Linked DNA regions of Sus scrofa: regions 1, 2 and 4 are each linked to region 3. The links are chromatin contacts, called in public Hi-C and HiChIP or PLAC-seq maps. All regions are on one chromosome and are shown on one strand. The core of a region is the stretch at or near the end of the contact, and the rest is flanking DNA. Distances in the headings are between cores, read along the strand shown.

Region 1 (3,333 bases), core at 266-2,765, 580 kb after region 3:
GGAAAGGAGGACAAAGGTGCTGCCACAGGAGGATTCCTACCCAGACAAGTTCAGAGCAGGCTTCTGAGGAGTTGGCATCTCAGCCAAAGATGAAGGCTGGGCATGAGCTGTCCAAGCAAAACTGAGGACAGGAAGGGGAGGGGAGAATTTAGTCTCAGCCACAACACTGAAGTATGTGCGACTTGTTCTACTTGCCCAGGAAGGTGACCAAGCCTCACAGGGGTTAAAACTGGTACCCAAGCTCCCAATGTCAGTCAGTGGTGGAGGTGGGTTTGGTCCTCAGGACACCCAAAGCCCCAGGCTGGGCTGTTTCTTGTGCTACACCAGGCCTCTGGCTGACCTCACCTCTTTCCCATTCTAGACCTCAGAGGCACCCCTGTCAGGATGGAAATGTCTGGCCAGAAAGCTGGGGAGGACAATGCTGACCTGTGGAGGTTCTATGTCTAAGCCACAGGGTGCCCCCACAAAGGGCATCCTTCCAGTGCCCTCTGAAGTCCTGAACATTCTCCCTCTCCTCAGGACAAGCTGTAGCATCCAAGTAAGCTTGTTCCTGGAAAAGCGCATGCCAATGGTTTCCAAAAGCAAAAGAGAAGCTTTATTTGGAGCAGAACTGTCATGAATACCTTTAAAGCCAAGTCTTTGGTAGACATTCTAACCTTGACTTTCTCTTAAAATGAAGCACACCTGGATTACTGACAGCTGGCTTTGCACATCATAGCAAATCTCAGGCGATCAGAAATGGTCAGAGACAGTCAGGGAAGAAAAAAAAAAAAGATAAAGTAGACCTTTATTCTGGCCTCGTTCATAGGCTAGAACTCCTCTGAGGAGAATATAAAATGACTGACGTAAATGTCCACCACTAAGTATATTTATTTAAAGCCCGAATGGCACAAGGCAAACATTGTAGATATTAATGAAGAAATAAAACAAACATTCAATTTCTTTTTCTTTACTCAATGATATTAAGCTTGTTTGGAAGCCTCCTTGTCAGATTGGCGGCCACCATCTTGCAGGTCACGTGATAGCCTTCGCAAGTGATAAAAATTTCCTTTTTGACATAAAGGGAGGTGAGAGGCCGGTAACATGTCCAGGACACATAGAGGCAGAGAAGTCCCCTCTTGCTGTGCAAGTAACAAAAAGTAACACACCTGCCACTACTTTGCACTCAGAGTCCAGGATGGAACTGAACACTCCTGCAGCCACAAGGCAAGGAGGCCTTCCAAAGGGGCTGGCTATGCTTCCAAGGGGATTCAGGTGAGGTGGGTTCTGAGTGCAAGGCTCACATATCCACTGACTGGCCTGGGTATATCTGGAAGCCTTATTTTGGTGAGGTGATTTCTCTCTTGGCTCTCGGCCCTTCGGTGCACAGCGAAGTTCAAAAACCCTGTCTTAGGAAATGCCTTTCTGGCTGCAGCCCTTTTGGCCCTTAGCAGATTGCTGATGCAAGCCTGGCTCCAGATCAATGCCAGTCGCCCACTCGCTCTCCTTTCTGACACCCAGGACATTCACCCTGACCTCGTGCTTCTCTCACACATTTCTACTCCTACAAAAATGAGGATGATCTCAAGTCTTATCAGTGGTAGTCCAACTTCCTTAAATCTAAAAAAAAAAAAAAAAGGCTTTCTTTAGTTCTGCCATTCCACCTAGATTTCCCACATCTGTTCTTTTTTTTTTTTTGGCTTTTTGCCTTTTATTGGGCCACTCTTGCGGCATATGGAGGTTCCCAGGCTAGGGGTCGAATCGGAGCTGTAGCCACCAGCCTACACCACAGCTCACAGCAACGCCGGATCCTTAACCCACTGAGCAAGGCCAGGGATCGAACCCACAACCTCATGGTTCCTAGGAGGATTCGTTAACCACTGAGCCACGACAGGAACTCCTCCCACATCTGTTCTTGACCTACCTGATCTGAATTTATCCTGATATCATATGTCAATTCTATTCTTCTAGCCATCCCTCTCCCTCCACCCCCTTCCCCACCCCCTAATCATTGTATCCTTCACCCCTACTCTCACCAGGGTGAACTTTGAGGTAAGTCAGAGATAAATTGATAAGCTAAGAAGCAGGCCTATTAGATATTAAAGTGAGAGGGCTCACACTTTTATTATCATAATGGGGGCTGATGTCTGACTTAAATAGCTTCCTGTTTTCTGCCTTCACCTTCTCCCAGCCTTCAGCCCCCAGGACACTCCCACACTAGAGCCCTTGACCAAAGAGTAACTATGTGTCATTTTAATTCTCCCATTTTATCTAGAACTTGCTTCTCATTTCCAACAAGGCTGAGATAGGGACAGAAATAAATCAAGACATGAGAGGTAGAAGGGAACTGGCACATGATAACCAGCTGCTTTGTCCCTGGTACTTCTCTGAAACTAGGGGAAGAGTCAAGAGCACCAACGCTGGAGCCAGCTTGTCCAAGTTCATACTCTGAAACTGCACTTTCTAGCAGTTGAGACCTTGGGCACTTTACCTGACCTCCATGCCTATAGGTCTCATCTGTAAAACAGGGAAAGAAACGGTGCCAATCTCTCAGGGTTGCCGCTAGGATCAAATGGCTTCATATGTGGCTTAGTCCACTGTAAGCCACAAAAAAAAACACTGGCTGTTGTTACACCAGGCAAGACAAGCTCTGGTCTTGGCCATTTTTTTTTTTTTAAGGAGAATTTAAACAATTTTTTTACTTTCCCTTGACACTGCTTTCAATTGTTTCATTTAATGTTACACGGGAGGCATAGGAAGTATTATGAGATTTATGCTCTAGAAAAGCTGTGCATGATGGAGAGACTTTTACAAAGCAAATATAAAGTTGACTGGAGTTCCCGTCATGGCTCAGTGGTTAACGAACCCGACCAGTATCCAATGAGGACATGGGTTTGACCCCTGGCCTCACTCAGTGGGTTAAGGATCTGGCATTGCTGTGAGCTGTGGTATAGTTCGCAGATGTGGCTTAGATCCTGTGTTCCTATGGCTGTGGTGGTGGCTGGTGGTTGCAACTCCGATAGAACCCCCAGCCTGGGAACCTCCATATGCCATGCACATGAGCCTAAAAGACAAAAGACCAAAAAACAAACCAAAAAAAAGTTGGCTGGATCCTCCCTCTGTGGATGCGAAGAAACTCAAAATTTAACAGAGTGTTCTGAAAATCTGTTGTGAAAAGATGAATCGTCCAGCCAGATCCTAAGCTCTAGTAACCTATAAATAAATCTCTTTCTTCAAATCATGTTGTGGAAACAGTTTTTTATGTGGTGGTGTTTCACAGAAATAATTGATGACATGTCTTGAAAATTCTTCATCTTAAGAAGAAAAGGTTTCATTTGTACCTTGCACTCATAT
Region 2 (3,696 bases), core at 914-3,413, 600 kb after region 3:
AGAAAGCTGTGGACACTTACAGTCAGCAAGAAAATCCCCCCTGGGAGTGAAGGAACAGCGAATCACTGTGCCTGCCGTGGGCGGAAAAGAGGTTGAGTTTCCATTGTGGCTCAGCAGGTTAAGTCCCGCACATAGTGCCGGTGAGGATGTGCCTTGCTCAGTGGGCTAAGGATTTGGCATTGCCACAAGCTGCAGTATAGGTCACAGATATGACTTGGATCCTGTGTTGCTGTGGCTGTGAGGTAGGTCTACAGCTGCTGCTCCATTTCAACCTCTGGCCCAAGAACTTCCATATGCCACAGATGTGTCTATAAAAACAAACAAACAAACAGGAAGTCGAGGTGGAGCTTTTATTCACAAAATGTAATCTTTGGAAAGGCTGGGAAATTCAAGGGGCCACTCTTTGCAAATTTTCAGGTTTTCCCAGGGCTTTTGTTGCAGTCCTAACTTGCATTCTGTTTCTATTTCAAGGCTTCAAGCCATGGCCATGTACCCATGCACCCCCTGATGGAGCCTATGGATGATGTTGTTGGCCTTCTCTTGCCAGGTTGAGCCATGGCATTGTGTGGTCCTAGGGTGCACCTGGATGCCCTATAACCAAGGGTGCTGGTAAGCCCCTGACAGTGTGAGTTCCATCATCTCTAGCTGGTAGTTGCTGCTGTGAGCACAGGAGGGTGGGGACCATACCCCTTGTGATCCCTGGAGTCCTTAGCCATGTAACAGATCAGCCAGGGTTGAAGCTGGACCCCCCAGGAAAGGAAAGCCACAGCAGCCCAGGAACAATATTCTGGCCTCAACCACAACTACAGGCAGTAAATTATGATAAATTCATACAATTGTATATCACTTATATGTGGAATCTAAAATATGGCACAAATGAACCTACCTACAAAACAGAAACAGACTCACAGACAAAAAGAACAGACTTGTGTTTGCCAAGGTGGGAGAGGGATAGCCTGGGAGTTTGAGGTTAGTAGATGCAAATGTTACATTTAGAATGGATGAACAATGAGGTCCTATCATATAGCACAGGGAACTAAACCCAGGCTCTTGGGATAGACCATGATGGGAGATAATACAAGGAAGGGAATGTATGTATATGTAGGATTGTGTCACTTCGCTGTACAGCATAAATTGGCACAACAGTATAAATCAACTATAATTTTAAAAAATGGAAAAATAATGAAAAATACAAAATAAAAACTGAGGGCAAAAAAAAAAAAATTCATACCATTGGCAACTCATGGAGTGAATGTCCTCTTAGACAAACAAGAGTCTGGGTTGCCAGACACAGGCCAATAGGGCCAATAGCAGAGTGGTAGTGGCCCACAAATTGGGAATCTGAGGATGACCAGGGCCAAGCTGAACACCAAGCAGAAAATGCCTTTCTTGCTATTGGTCCACAAGAAGGGGCACCTGAAATAGACATGGAAGACACATGACCCTTCAATTGCCAAGCAGAAAGGCAAGATGAGAGCTTGAGGGTGGAGCTGAGAGTGCACACCGTGGCCTTCAGCATAGGAGAGTAGGCAGTCTGCTGGAGCAGAGCAAACCAGATCCCTGGGAAAATCAGGATCTCTTGATTCTACCTGGCATCTTGGGTTTTCGTGAGCAGTAAAACTATAGTTTCCGGGTGAGTATGTTATTCAACACTGGGTAGAGTTCTGGACTGTGAATTGGGCTACGTGACACTTTCCCCACTTACCAGGGACAGTGCGTGTCTCACTGAACAATTTCTGGACCCAAGCTTCGTGGTCTCTGACCTAGATATTCAGCCTCATGGGGCAGCTCCATAGAAGATGCAGGCAAGAAGATTTGAAGTTCACCTGTAATGAGCTGCTTGGAGAAATTGTTTCTATTAATGACCTGTCTGATTTTCACATCTGTATCCAAGGTCCAGATTCTATTAATGAAAGACTCCATGTATGTTTAGTGTAAAAGGTTTTGAAAAGGAGTCAGAACACCTGACTCTGGCTGAGCCGCTGATGTGTCCTCCAACTTCCAATCTGTAGCAGCTTCCAGAACTAATACCCTACAATTATTCATAAATCAAACAGTACATTGTGATGAAGCAAGCTGGCAAAAGACAGGCCCATATGGGCTTGTACCATCCTCCTAAAATCAATTATTAATGAAATCTTTGGCTTGTAGATGTTGTATACAAGGGTTGGTCTGATGCCCGCAATGTAATCTTCTGCTCCCATGTACAAATCAAGGCTATTGTGATCAATAAACCATGTTAAACATTACCGAAAAAGTGAGCAAATGGCACAGAGTTTAATAACCTATTTTCCATGCTATTGTTTTCCCTTTGATCCAAAATGCCACTTTCTCCCTGTGCTATTTCATGCTTGTAGTACACACTTGCACTAAACCTACTTTAATTCATTAAGCTCTAAAATCAGGCACTATTTTTTTTAATGTTAAAATTCAGAGAGAGATTTCCCACTGATTTCCTAAACTGGCCCTAGTTTTGTGCCTGGAATAATAATTCAAGGTTTAGCCAGCATGAGTAAATTGGAAAACTTGATATTTTAGATGAAATCTAGAAATATTGACTAAACTGCTCGTGGACCTAGTGTAGAAAGTAATTATTTGAGTAAAACTATCATGCATTTGGTACCTGTCAGAGAAATTACCACCAACCATTGGAACAAAAAATTCTCTAGTGTTCCTGTATTCAGTCACAAACAGCTGAGGATTAACTTGACCAGCCTTCAAGTAGTCTCCCATTCATTAGGACTCCACAATATTCATATTGTGGAGTAAGACAGCATTAATTTAGCACCACTGGCTCTGCCTCTGGATCCATAGATGTGGAACCCACAGATATGCAGAGCTGGCTATACAGCACCACTTTATTATTTTTTTATTATTCAAATGAATTTATCACATCTGTAGTTGTATAATGATCCTAACAATCCAATTTCACAGGATTTCCATCCCACAACCCAAGCACATCCCCCCACCCCCCAAACTGTCTCCTCCGGAGACCATGAGTTTTTCAATGCCTGTGAGTCAGCATCTGTTCCGCAAAGAAGTTCAGTCTGTCCTTTTTTCAGATTCCATGTGTCAGTGAAAGCATTTGATGTTGGTGTCACATTGTATGGCTGACTTCACTTAACATGATAATTTCTAGGTCCATCCATGTTGCTAAAAATGCTGGTATTTCGTTCCTTTTAATGGCTGAGTAATATTCATTGTGTATATGTACCACATCTTCTTGATCCACTCCTCTGTCAATGGACATTTAGGTTGTTTCCATGTCTTCGCTATTGAAAATAGTACAGCACCACTTTATACAAGGGACTTGAGCATCCATGGATTTTGGTATCCATGGGGTGTCCTGAAACCAGTCCCCTGTGGACACTAAGGGATGGCTGGTACAACCAAGTGCCCAGGTGATGATGGTAACAGCTAACCAGTATAGAGGGCTTACGAGCATCAGGCCCTGGTCTAAAGTCCTTACCTACGTCACCTCATTTAATCCTTACAACAACCCTATGAGATGTATTCTACTACATTCTGCCCATGTGAAAACTGAGAGCTAAGCATATCATCTCTTAAATAGGAAACCCAGTCAGCCTAGTTCTAGAACCCCAGGATTATTGCAAGTGCTTCCCTCCTGTGCATTTCCACTTTGTTTTTGTAGAGAGAATGTTATAAGTGAATCTTGGCATAATAGAGACATAGAGT
Region 3 (3,696 bases), core at 704-3,203:
CTGGCTAAAAGCAGGTTCAAAGGGAATGTTCATTCTGATAACTTTTCCCCCCACTGAGTATCTTTTCAACACTTTCCTCTCAGCAGGCTGCCCACAGACACCCAAGGTCACCTCCTAACACCTCTGCTCACCTCTCCACCGTTAATGTAGTCTAGGACAAAGTACAGTTTGTCAGCAGTCTGGAAAGAGAAATGAAGGCCCACCAGGAAAGGGTGTTTCACATTCTTCAGGAGAACATTCCGCTCCGACATAATGTGCTTTTCCTATGAAAAGGACAATGAAGAGTTAGTGGCAAATTGCAACTCGGCTCCAAAGATTCCAAGGTAAAGTCTGTGAATGTCTTATCTCCAACTTCCACCCACCAAGCCCAACTCATACCTCCTTCTTTTTCAGGATCGCCTTCTTTTGTAAAACTTTGACTGCATAGAATGCTTCTTCTGCTTTGTGTCTTGCTAGAAGAACCTGAAATTTAAATTAAAAGTCAATTTTGCTGGCCACATTCAGGGAGTATGTAAAATGAGCATACGAAGGACTGCAAATAATGAAAAATTCAGATGTGAAATTACCTTTCCAAAACTGCCCTTCCCAATCACTTTCAAGAAGTGAAAGTCAGACGGTTTAGCATGAGGATTGGAAGATGGGCCCAGGTTGATTTGCTGAGAAGGACTTGGCTGGAAAATAAAATGTTTTCTTTTAATAGCCTTGCTTCAAAGGAAGATTATCAGTTATACAGTACAGGCAATGTAAAGGAGAATACATCTACAGATGACTGAGGCAGGTCCCCATATATCTATAAACACATTCCAAACTACTTTTCATCTATACATGTGACTATCGTATGGAAATTGTACAGTCGTGCTATTGTTAAACAGAAAATACCCTTATGAAATATGCCTTTTAAAATACTCCACTGACTCATACTTAAGTGCTTACTTATGTCACTTGTTTGCCATGCACTAATGAGGCATTCCTGCCTTGACACTAACTTCTAGAAATGCTGTTTTAACTCAACAATGTAGGAAGACTTATATGACTCATTTACAAGATTTCTCCATTGATGCATCACAACAGAGGACACTTACAGGAGGAGAAGGGTTGGCATTCATAAGCTCAGGCTCCTGAGGTTGAGAGATTTTCAAAATGGACTGAACTTCAGAGCTGCAAAGAAAGGAAGAAGTTAGAACCTGCTCGCTCTCCACAAGGGGGCAGAACAACACCAACAGTGAATTTCTGGCTCAACTTTTCCGGAGAATTCAGTGTTTCAACTAAAAACATCCAAATCAACTACTCAGCTAAAGAAAATAATCGCCAAAGAAAAGAATAAACCCAGTTAACTACAGAGAGGACGGTTGTCCTTTGTGGAGAGAGGGGATTAATTAGGCACACATGAAAGTTTCCTCTTGAATTTCTAGAACAAGCCCAATCAGCTAATTAATTCTAATGTTTCAAATGTTTTAAATAATTAGAACCTAAAGAGAAAACGGACCCGCCCCCTCCCCCCCAGAAAGTCTTTAGCATCCTGATCCATATACTGATGAGAATGTGTCTTCACTACTGGTAAATGGAAAATTTTACTACTTATGTTTATTTTCCCAAATCGCCCCCCAACTTACTGTTTGCATGCATAGGAATTATTGGCAATCTTCTGAATAAAGTCGTTCAGGCCCATCCTTCTCTGTTTCATGAAAGCTGTGAATTAGAGAGGAGAAATACATGTTTAGACGGTATTGTAACATCCAACGCCACGCACACTAATCTGATCCGGGACTTTGCAAAATTTCCACTTCGCGAAACCTAGAAATCCAGCCGTATTCCTACACTCACCGATGAGAATTGCTACCATTCCCCTCATTCTGGAGTAAGTGAGTGTGTTCCTAGCAGCCTCGGTTTTCACTGTCATCGTCACAGAGAACAGGGAGTTGCTAGCGAAGGGAGACCTGCTCAGCCAACACTGCGCTCCCGCACTGCCACCGCCTTTATAAGCGTTTTGTCGCCGCGGGGGCGGGGCCCACGCAACAATGAGGAAGTGGCGCTGCCTGGCCCCGCCCCGGCCCCGCCCCCGGCTGCCTGCGGCTCGACCGGCGGCGAAGCGGCTGGCTGCGGGCGGTTCCGCCCCCGGTCAGAGGACCATCCGCGAGCAGAAGAGGGGGGGGAAGCGGGGACCGCCTGGGGAGGGCCAGGCGCGGGGCTGTTATCGGCTTCCCTCGGCTCCCGAGCCGGAGAGAGGGAAACCGCAAAAGAAGGGGGTGGGGAGCGAGGGAGCGGCCGGAGTAATTTTCCACCTTTCTCATTTATTCCGCTCGGCGAGGAAATCAGAGTCTAGGCAAATCAGGAAATCTGAGCGCTTTCGGCTCGGTGCGCGGCGATCGGGGTGGCTCGGTGCCCGCTCTAGTTTCTCAAGCCCTTAGTTCGGATTCACCCCGAGCCCTGGCTCCGACCCTGACCCTCTCCCTTAATTCGCGCAGCAGCCTCCGCAGCGCTTGCCGGGCGGCTGTGCACCACCAACCCGGGTTATCTCTCCCGCGCAGGGCGGCAGCGCCGGGCGAGGGCAGCTCAGCGTGCCCTTATCTTCAGGGTCAGTGTGGGGCCAGGGCTCCCGGCCGGTCCCCCCGTTCCCGCCGCCCTCCTACCCCGGCCCCAGCCCGCCACCCTCAGTACAACCCCAAATACCCAGCCCCACTCGCCAGGTCCGAGCAACTAGTGGATGAGTGGGGGAGAAAAGTCCCCAGAGTGCCGGCAGCGGTCCTTACCTAGTCCGGTCAGAAGGAAGGACTCACTCCTTTTCTGCACCTCGGCCCTCTTTTTGTGGCGGGGCCGGAGCAGGGACTCGAGCCGGGTCCTGGCCAGTGCGCCCTGCATCTCCCCCATGGGCAGCGGCGGCGGGGCGCGCAGCGGGCGAGGGCGACAAGAGAACACTGACGTTTCCTTGAAGGAGCCGCCGTGACTCAGGCCGGGCAAGATTTCCTGCCCAGAGTCCCAAAACAAACAAATGGCCCTTGTGCACGGCCGAGCCGCTTCCGAAAACGCCTTTTTTGTGCTTTTGGCCAAAGCCAAGCAAGGCTGAAAAATCCCAGAACTTGGAAGAGGAGGAAGGAAGGAAAGAAAGAGGGAAGGGGGAGGGAGAGGTCAGGAATGTGGAGGGGAGGGGGCGGAAATAAAATTCGTCTCTGCACTAAAGTGGAAAAAAAAATCTGCATTTCAGTCCCCCCCCCCAAGTAATCTTTGGGAACATTCTGTCCGTTGGGCATATGCTTTTTTTCCTTGCATTTTTAATCCCCGTCATGCCAAGAACACGTGAAGAGATGGCAAGTTAGGGGACCGACCTGGCGTGACCCCGGGACGCCGCGGAGTCGGCAACTGGGCAGCTTCGACTCCCGAGGTTCCCTCTCCCACTCCCCCACCAGAAAACTCCGTGAGGCTGTATCCCATTGTCTTCAAATCCTTCAGTTTAGGCTCCTCTTCCCTGCCCCTCCTTCGGTTTATTTCAAGCAGGGCTGACCCAGGAGCCTTCTTAATAGTTTTCCACCTTGCTCTCTCAAGTCCCAGATAACTGTGACTCCTCAACTCCTCAAAGATTAGCCGGTGCCTCCGCTCCAGAAAGCAAAGGAGGGAGGGAAGCTCTGCAGAGCAGCGGTGCCATGCCTTCCAGTAACCCCGCCGCTGCGAGATGCTGGGAGCTGCAGTCTGACCGCTGGG
Region 4 (3,361 bases), core at 201-2,700, 650 kb after region 3:
GGTGCAGGTTTGATCCCTGGCCCAAGAACTTCTGCAGGACATGGGTGTGGCCATAACAAATGAATAAATAAATAAATAAATGCTGGAGAGGGTGTGGAGGAAAAGGGACCCTCCTACACTGTTGGTAGGAATATAAATTGGTGCAGCCACTATGGAGAATGGTTAGGAGCTTCCTTAGGAAAACTAAAAATAGAGTTACCACATGATCCCACAATCCCACTCCTGAGCATATATCCTGAGAAAACTATAATTCAAAAAGATATATGCATCCCAGTGTTCACTGCAGCACCATTTACAGTTGCCAAGACATTGAAGCTACCTAAATGTCCATCTTATAGATGAATGGTTAAAGAAGATGTGGTACATATGTACAGTGGAATACTACTCAGACATAAAAAATAATTTTTGTAGCAACATAGATGGACTTAGAGATTGTCATACTAAGTGAAGTAAGACAGAGAAAGACAAATATCATACAATATCACTTCTAATGTAATCTAAAAAAATGATACAAATGAACTTATTTACAAAACAGAAATAGACTCACAGATATAGAAAACAATCTTATGGTTACCAAAGGCAAAAGAGGGGTTGGAATAAATGAGAAGTGTGGGATAAACACATATACAGAACTATATATAAAACATAAATAAAGACCTACTGTATAGCACAGGGAACTATAGTCAATATCTTGTAATAATCTATAACAGAAAATATGAAAAAAATATATGTGTGTGTGCATGTATAACTGAATCACTTTACTGTATACCTAAAATTAACACAACATTGTAAATAACTATCTTTCAACAAAAATTTTTAAAAATTAAATATGTCTCTAAGATAGGAATTATCACTTCAGATTATTTAGTCAATTAGCAAGGGAAAGAATGGGACATAGGGAGTTGCCTGATGGCTCAGCAGGTTAAGGATCTGGCATTGTCATTGCCAGGGTTCCATCCCTGGCCTGAGAACTTCCAGTAACAAGAGTGCAGCCAAAAAAACCCCAAAAGTAGTGGGACATAGGGTAGATGATTTTTGATGGCTGATTAGGTCAAGCGAGATCCATGGCATAAAACATAAAAATCCCCATGGAGGGACTGGATCTTAAGGAAAATCACAGAAATAAAATTCAGGGCATTTAGGCTTTGCCTCTAGAATTAGATAAATCACAAGACAGAAAAGCCAGTACTTCGCCTTTGAGTATTCAAAGGCGAGGCGGTGCTTCCTGTCTCGGGCGGTTGCCTCTCTGCTCTGCTTGCACTGAGACCGATAATTCTTATTCTAGACTTGAATCTAATAAAACCATGTGTTTGGATTTCCTGGAATTTTTCTGACTCTGAATATGGACTTCTTCCCAAAATCTTCCACGTCCCGTCTGCCCTATGAATGGGCAGTTTCCAGGATGTTAGCAGAGGGAACCCAGTGGGGGCGGGGGAGAGGCTGGGAGAAAGGGCGGGGGAGAGGCTGGGAGAGGGGGCGGATGTCCTCCCAGCGCCGCCAGACTCGACACCAGAGGCAGGTGGAGACTTAGCCTCCCCGAGACTTACAAGCCGCCAAATTCACCTTTTAATTTACTCTGAGTCAAAATAGGATGAAATAAGAGCTAATAAAATAACCCAGTTGGCCAGAAAGTGTTCTCCATCCTATTTCTCAGAGCGCTCTGACCCAGGGTGAATCATCCCAGCCCCTACCTTCTGGCTGTTGCTGGTGATAAGCGGTGCTCCAAGTCGCTGGGCTCCCTCCCTCTCCTCCACGCTTTCTGTTCTCTTTCCGATCCTTCTTTCCCCTCTTTTCTTCCTTTCCTCCCTTCCTTCCCTTTCCTCTCCTTCTCTCCTTCCTTCCTTTCTTCATTTCCTTCCATCCTTCATTTACTCAAAAAATACTTGTTGAGGGCTTACCCTGGGTCAGATGCTGCAAAAAAGAATGAGACAAATCATTGTACAGAACCCCTGTTCTACACACACACACACACACACACACACACACACACACACACACACTCCTATTTGAGGACTCCCCATAGCAGATCCTCAGAATGAGATGGATATTGGCTTTTGTCACCTTACACTTAGCAGCGAGGCATACCTGATGCTTAACTGATACATGCCAACTAACAGCAGGGATAGGATGGGATGGTGAAGGGATCTGAGTTTGACTCCTGGCTCTGCCTTTGACTTTATGGATGACCTGGTCAGGGATCTGGACTATATGATCCTCACCTAAAGAAAGGAAGGGTGGCCTAGATGCCTACTCAAGTCCTCTCAGTCCCCTCAACCCATTATATATCTGAAAGATCTGAAAGTGTTCAGGGATAATGAGGAACTTGGTCTCTCAATGTCAGAAATGCAAAAAAAATTGAAAGCCATTTTTAAAAAATCTAACTTTCTGAAACCTGCATTTATCGGGGAATATATAATAAATGTAAGCAATTCCTATTTCCGCTAATATAAAATATTCAGATTGCTTTCTGGCCAAGTCTTTGCAGCAGTAATGCAAATGAGGAGGCTGTTGAGCGGATCACGAAAAATTTCTGCAGAAAAGCAGCGCCACCTTCTGGAATACCATGGTGCTGCATGTAGTGAGTACAAATTCTGAGAAATCACCAGTCTGGGGTGTCACAAAACACGGAATCAAGAGCATTAGTCTTAATCAGAAGCTGCACCTTAAACTTTGACATGACCGTCAAACTGTGGAAATATTTCTCCATAGGTTAATTTTTGTGATGTTTTAGACTTACTTTTGCATCAAACTCTTCATCCATGCTATATATCTTTCTTTATAAATTAGCCTCAGTAATAGGTACTAATAAAAGCCACTTAGTCAAAATCGCTTATTTTGAGTATATGGCTAGGTTCAAAGATCTAAAGTGTTCTTTCATTCAGACTCCACTATATCCATCAACAAACTTGTCGGATCTCCAAATCTTGCTTCAGCTCTAGAATTTGGCCACATGAAGAAAATCCTGTTTCTGACAAGTCCTATTACACACAAGGCATTTTTTATATTGAGGGATATATACAGTGCAAGATGCATTCCTGATCTCTCATTGTGGAGAACTGGCATGAAAATATACAAACATAAATAGCAATTATAAAGAGTAAATAATCAGGCTAATCAACAAAGTATGTCCCAGACTGGAATGGACCTAACTGCTTTGAGAACCAGGGCTTCAGGCAGGAGGCCAGAGAGGGTTTAATAGAAGAAGAGTTTCTTGAGCTCTATCTGGCAAAATTATAGGATTTGGATAACATTTAGGAAGATGGAAAAATCAAACACACACACAAAAATGGAGGTAGAAAAACATGTTAAAAGTTTTTATTTGAAAAAAAAGAAAGAAAGAAATGCAGCGTATTTGATAAAT

Evidence for each region. Hi-C and Micro-C count contacts between places; a contact is called where the count stands out from the background. HiChIP or PLAC-seq counts read pairs in DNA pulled down with a chosen protein or histone mark.
Region 1: an H3K27ac HiChIP or PLAC-seq map of alveolar macrophages shows a contact between it and region 3. The contact joins the enhancer-like site here to the promoter of SGK1 in region 3. A contact is called at or near these places in 2 of 5 promoter capture datasets (fetal skeletal muscle and liver), 28 of 47 Hi-C or Micro-C datasets (adipose tissue, alveolar macrophages, blood and 16 more) and 2 of 2 datasets of contacts at active chromatin or transcription factors (alveolar macrophages and skeletal muscle).
Region 2: a Hi-C map of liver shows a contact between it and region 3, with 4 times the contacts expected there. The contact joins the enhancer-like site here to the promoter of SGK1 in region 3. A contact is called at or near these places in 2 of 5 promoter capture datasets (fetal skeletal muscle and liver), 27 of 47 Hi-C or Micro-C datasets (alveolar macrophages, blood, brain and 15 more) and 2 of 2 datasets of contacts at active chromatin or transcription factors (alveolar macrophages and skeletal muscle).
Region 4: a contact with region 3 is called in a Hi-C map of skeletal muscle, with 6 times the contacts expected there. The contact joins the enhancer-like site here to the promoter of SGK1 in region 3. A contact is called at or near these places in 1 of 5 promoter capture datasets (liver), 16 of 47 Hi-C or Micro-C datasets (adipose tissue, alveolar macrophages, brain and 10 more) and 2 of 2 datasets of contacts at active chromatin or transcription factors (alveolar macrophages and skeletal muscle).

What each region holds. Positions count from the first base shown.
Region 1 is chr1:29,167,958-29,171,290 of Sscrofa11.1, reverse strand. No RefSeq gene overlaps it. Among named protein-coding and RNA genes, the nearest start is that of ALDH8A1, 110 kb to the right of the region's middle. Within about 2 kb of position 1,515, at least 3 of the 83 cell types and tissues checked have an H3K27ac peak or open chromatin away from gene starts, as enhancers often do. A contact at or near this core is called in alveolar macrophages, fetal liver and liver, where this site is marked.
Region 2 is chr1:29,143,593-29,147,288 of Sscrofa11.1, reverse strand. No RefSeq gene overlaps it. Among named protein-coding and RNA genes, the nearest start is that of ALDH8A1, 85 kb to the right of the region's middle. Within about 2 kb of position 2,163, at least 4 of the 83 cell types and tissues checked have an H3K27ac peak or open chromatin away from gene starts, as enhancers often do. A contact at or near this core is called in fetal liver and liver, where this site is marked.
Region 3 is chr1:29,746,152-29,749,847 of Sscrofa11.1, reverse strand. It overlaps SGK1 (serum/glucocorticoid regulated kinase 1), which reads right to left and starts at 1,953. Exons shown (of 12, transcript NM_001244459.1): 1 at 1,825-1,953; 2 at 1,614-1,689; 3 at 1,083-1,158; 4 at 567-671; 5 at 379-462; 6 at 132-263. The coding sequence starts at 1,900.
Region 4 is chr1:29,100,315-29,103,675 of Sscrofa11.1, reverse strand. No RefSeq gene overlaps it. Among named protein-coding and RNA genes, the nearest start is that of ALDH8A1, 41 kb to the right of the region's middle. Within about 2 kb of position 1,450, at least 29 of the 83 cell types and tissues checked have an H3K27ac peak or open chromatin away from gene starts, as enhancers often do. A contact at or near this core is called in adipose tissue, alveolar macrophages, liver and 3 more, where this site is marked.